2 separate regions of the Arachis hypogaea genome follow, and region 1 is linked to region 2. Evidence: chromatin contacts called from public Hi-C data. All regions are on one chromosome and are shown on one strand. The core of a region is the stretch at or near the end of the contact, and the rest is flanking DNA. Distances in the headings are between cores, read along the strand shown.

Evidence for each region. Hi-C and Micro-C count contacts between places; a contact is called where the count stands out from the background.
Region 1: a Hi-C map of leaf shows a contact between it and region 2, with 1.6 times the contacts expected there. The contact joins the promoter of LOC112716234 here to the promoter of LOC112716229 in region 2. A contact is called at or near these places in 2 of 8 Hi-C or Micro-C datasets (leaf and an unstated tissue).

Annotation. Positions count from the first base shown.
Region 1 is chr10:103,862,361-103,865,385 of arahy.Tifrunner.gnm2.J5K5, reverse strand. LOC112716234 (palmitoyl-acyl carrier protein thioesterase, chloroplastic) reads right to left here and starts at 1,343. Exons shown (of 7, transcript XM_025768100.3): 1 at 1,019-1,343; 2 at 269-772. The coding sequence starts at 757.
Region 2 is chr10:103,727,544-103,730,268 of arahy.Tifrunner.gnm2.J5K5, reverse strand. LOC112716229 (probable acyl-activating enzyme 17, peroxisomal) reads right to left here and starts at 1,345. Exons shown (of 15, transcript XM_025768096.3): 1 at 1,083-1,345; 2 at 653-989. The coding sequence starts at 906.

The sequences.
Region 1 (3,025 bases), core at 94-2,593, 140 kb before region 2:
CTAACATAAGAAAACAAAGGAAGCTAAGTAATCAAGTATGCTTTATCTCCTTTTGTGAAAGAGGAAAAAGAGAAAACAGAATTGTTAGTTACATGTTGAGTAAAAAATTGTTGGTTAGCATTCTCAATGTAAGATTACCAAGAATGTGTGTGCAAACCACACGCTTCCACAATACTATCCAACAATAACCATTTCAAGTCAGAAAATAACAACAACTAACTCATATCCCACTAAGCATAGAAATTCTTCTTGGTATCTGCACACAAACCTGCAAATGATTCATTAGCGTCTCTATAGACGCGGTCTTATCGGCGCCTATCTCGTAAGATCGAATGGAGAAATTTTGCCTGAAAGCAAGCCCATCCTGCACAATCCTCCCAATACCAAATGGATCAGATAGCACATCGGATCGCTTCGGCTTCCAATCGATCATCATCCACTGCTTCTCCGCCGCAAGGAAGGCTGTCGTGATGGCGGCCAGCAGCATGCTCCAATCCGGAATCTGGTTAATGAAAGTCCTCGGCGCATTAGCCCCGGTCGTCGACGAGGATTCCAGCTTCATGCTCTCCATGGATTTTGGAACCTTTGTGGCGGTTCCGTTGATCTTTGAAGGAGCATGCGCATTGGCCTTAACACTTGAAGACCTGTGATTTTGTTTGAGCCCTCCGCCGAGGCTGGCAGGGATTCCTCCTCCTCCTCCTCCACCGGTTCGTGACGTCACAGGGAAAAACGACGACGTAGCAGCAGTAGCAACCATAATTGAATTCTTCACCTGAATGCGCATAGTTTTAGTTGATTAGAAAACAATATTTTCCTCAAGCTTCCAATTTCAAACAAAATTAAAATAAATATTCAACACGAATGAGATTTTACATCAACACATCAATAATTAATCGAGAAATTAATGTTAAAACCGCTGCGAAACTGCGCGCAGATCTGGCATTGGCTTAAGAAAAATTCGCATAAAAAATATTGAGCCAGATCAGACGAGGGAGAACAACAAATTAAAAAACAGTACCTGAAGAAGAAGAAGAAGAAGAAGAATGAAGAAGAAGAAGAAGAGAAGGAGAGAGGTGAAATTGAAAATATAAGTGGAAGGTTATTGAGGAGAGGCTACGACGTCGTTTAATTGATAGTGATGGCTCCCTGTGGGTGGTGAACCCAGAGAAGAAGAAAGGATGGTTGGTTTTGAATTTGAAAAGTAAAAGGAAAATGGGAGGATAATGAATATATATAGATTATGAGTTGTAAAATATTTAGGGCCAGCGGAGGAGGAAAGTGAGTGGCACGCACCGAATTGTGAAGCAGGAAAGTTAGTTATTTATATAGTAGAACTACAATCCACCTGTCCCTTCCTCCCGCTTCTCTTTTCAAAACACACGAGTGCTTCTCTACTCTTCTATTTTCCCCTTTTTTACCATTTTACCCCTCTACTCTCCTCTCTTCTTTTCTAGCCGCGTCTTTACCGTTTTACCAACAAATATCAATGTTAAACATTTAATTTTACATTTTTTATTTAAATTAGTGTATTTTATAACAATATTACAATAGTTTAATAAGAAGAAATATATAACCTAAATTAAAATATGATTTAGAAATTATCCCAATTTGAAAATACTCTATTTTAAAATATGTATACACTAAAAATTAATTACTAAATTAATTATTTATATAAAATATTTATTAAATATAAAATATATATTAAAAATTAGTTAAATAAATGGCCTTTTAAACACTAGGTGCTCCATTTCAAAAATAGGTAACGTTGAGTTTGAAACGAAATTGTAAATTATAAGAGATAGTATATATTAACTATTATTTTTTTTTATAAAATTAACTATAATATTTTGTCCTTTAAAAGTTTTAATATCTAGACAATGATATATTAGATTGAATTTTTATTCCTTCAAGTATATGTATTATATTAATTAATTGATAGAAAAATATCATTTAAATTAAAAGCGTGCCAACAAACACTAATTCAAATGACATAGTCTCTTTGTACTTAAAACTTTTAATTTTAGAAGTTATAAGTTTGAATCTCACTTTTAATTTTAGAAAAAATTAAAAATATAATTAAATTATTAAATTCGATATTACTAGTTATATGGTAAAACTTAGTAATGTTCACCTAAAGAATGACATTAGTTTTAGCATTCTCCTTAAATAATTATTTGAAAAATATTTAATTATGTATGGAATTAAGTTCATGAGATATATTCCCTTGCAGGAAAATGTTCACTAGATTATGTTAATTTCGTTGCATTATCGCTCTGAGATTCGCAAAGTAGCTAGAATATAGAATTATAGATCAACAACCACCTAGTTTTGTTTGGTATAAATTCGGATTATGGAACTTTATTTATTCCATATGCATTGGTGGACTTATTATTGCATTTGCACTGTTAAAAGGTTTTTATCGCGTGCGTTTTCTAAGTATAAACTATAGGAACATTTTTAAGGTAATATTAAGGACTTTAAGGTGATAACAAAAATAGTTAGAATTTGCCTTATTTAATATTTATAAATTATTATAATGATTAATAAATATTAAATAAAATAAATTTTAATTTGTTTATTAATATTTTTTGTTGTTAAATATTTTAAATTTTAAATATTTTTAAAATATTAATATTTTAATAATTTTAAATATTAATTTTAATTAATATATTATATATTTTTATGATTAAAATTATTAAAATATTAATATTTCATAATTTCATAAATATTTAAAATTTTTCCTCAACTATATATAATATATATAAGAGTAATTATTTAAATCAGTCTTCAAGAATTTTAAAATTAGACATTTTAATTTTAAAAAAACTAATACACAGATCAATCTTCAAGGTTTTATTCCGGCAGATAAATCAGTTTCTAATTTATTTTCTAGCAGAGTAATTATCCAGATCAGTCCCCAAGAATTTTAAAAACGGACATTTTAGTCCATCCAAAAAAATAATGTATAAATCAATCCCCAACGTTTCTCTCCGTTAGATATAACAGTCCTCCGTCCAAAAATAAA
Region 2 (2,725 bases), core at 96-2,595:
GACATGTAATCCCAAATCTTACATAATAATTAATACAGCAAACAAGGCCCTTAGTACATATCATATCAAAACCAGAGTCTATGAAAATTTGATACGTTAACAATTCAATATATCTAGATACGATTTGTAACAGTGTTCAAGTTATAAATCTACCAAATTTTCAAAATGACGACTAAATAGTAGTCCTGAGATTCATGACGTGCTCCCGTTTGGTCCCTGATTCCAATTGCACTAATGGCATCCACTCGTTCCTGAAACTGAGCTCTGGGCACCATAGTGGTCCCTCGACCCCTTGGCGACAGTGAGTCAGCAAACGGAGTGATGAGCGAGCACTCCATTGCCACGCTGGACAATAGTGAAACGAGGTCCTTTGCTTTTGGCGCCCAATCAAAGTGTGTGTGCAAATAGTTTTAGTGTTTTACATGCCCACAACTATCAAAACGACGTAATTATGGAAATGGGTTGAGGAACACTATGGTACCCGAAACTCAGTCTCACAGACGACAATGATGCAATTGGAACTTCAGGACCAAATCAGTGCACGGCATGAATGTCAGGAGCACTTTGGGGGAATCACAAGCATAAGTATGAATCAACAACATGAATAAAATGAAGCAATTAAAACTTAAAAGTGAGAAGGTGCATAGCATACGGGTCGGGTATCCAAGCGGGCGGGTCAGGTCCAAAATCGATGTAGCAAGCATAGTAGAGCATCTGGTGGAAGGAGAAGGGAAGGTCAGGGGTGAGAATGGTGTTTGTGATGTTGTGCCACGTGGCAGGAGTGCCAGCTCCATGGGTTGCAATGATTTCTTTGAGGCGGCGGTGGAAGGCGGAAGCAACCTCAGTTGAAATCCCAACGGATTCAATGTCCGAGACGGTGATTGAAGTCAGCGATTTGTATGCCATAAGAACTAATTAGCACGAACACACACTGACTAACTTGGACTCTAATTTGAACACGCAATTATCATAGTTTTGAAGTTGAAACCCTGAAAGGTTTAACTGATTTGCTATTAAAAAGAGAAGAAGAAGAAGAAGAAAGTAGACAAAACGTAATGGGAAGAAAGAATCAAATCTCTTACTGAGTGATAGCGATAGGATAGCTATCATTCAGCAGCAGCGCGTCACGCCACGCTGCCCATAACATGGTCGCCTGAATGAAAATATATTAAGAAAAAAAAAAACTAATTACCCAAATCATTGACATCAGTTCGAACATTTTTAAAATTGGACAATTTTTTTTAATTTAAAATACATAAAATAGTTTTTCACATGTATTTTTATTAGATAATATAATTTTTTTTTATTAGTCACTAATGATAATTGTTGTTGATGTGAATGATTCAAATTCAACAGAAATAAGAACAAATTTATCGCATTAATAAGCATACTTGTTAGTTTTAATCAAGTTTGCTGTTATAGTAAGCGAACTTCAACAAAATTTGCAATTTCGTTTATGCCGTCGATGAACTTGCTCCAGTTTTCAAAAAAAAATTTAAATAAAATAAAAAATTATTTTAAAAAATAATTTTTTTTTAATTTCTTTTAAAAAAATTTATATAAAACAATTTCAAAAAATTTTAAAAATTTTCAAAATAATTTTTAAAAAATTTTAAAATATTCATTTCGAATATTTTAAATTTTTTTTTAAAACCAACGTCTTATAATAATTTTATTAATTAAAATAATAAAATATTATTAAAAATAATTAGTAAATAAATAATATAAAAAATAACATAATATATATTAAAAATTTTTATTTTAATATTAAAATATTATAAGAAATAACATTATTTAATTATTAATTTATGATACCCTATTACCCTATATTAATATGATGCATAAATCATAACAATATCTCCTAAATTTAAGAGGTCTTTATATTATAAAAATTATTATCTATATACCTAAATTTCTAAAATATTGACATCAAATAAATATAAAAAAGATATTCATAAGTAAAAAAATATATATTTTTTGGCATAATTACTAACCGTGGTAACACAAACATATTTAACTGTAAATCTATTTTATACAATATTATAATTAGTGAATCTCAACATTTTCTAAAAAGACAACTAAAATACTTGATTTGCTAAGACATTTTCTTCTTTAAATATTGTAAAGTATTAAAAATTTCACATTTGAATTTTGTAAATCATTCGCATTGACATTATAGTTGACCAAAATATACAAATTTAACTTTTTTTAAATGACTAAGTTTGCATTGCATGCAAGTGTCACCTTTATAAACATTTGTACAAATATTTCCAATTGTTTATGTGAAAAATTTTAAGTTAAATTAAAGTTCTCATATCTCTTCAAATAATACTAACAAATTCTCTTCTTTGTCATTAAAAAATAATCACAGAATATGATACCTACATATTAAATTAAATGGTCAAAAATAAATATAAATTTATGTATTTTAATTTTTTTAAAAAAATAATGTCTTTTCAAAATTAATTTATAATTTAGGGTTTGAAAATACATAAAAAGTTTTTGTATATATAAATAATGAAATTTAAAATAAATATAAAAATTAGAAATTAAAATTTATTAATTTAAAAATAATTATATATAAATAAGTTGAAGGGACTGTTTTAAACTTTTTAAAATTTTTTAGAAACTATTTCAAAAAATTTTAAACTATTCAGGGATTACTATTTAATATTTTACCATAAGGACTAATTTGTCTAGATCGCACACATAGATATTTAATAGT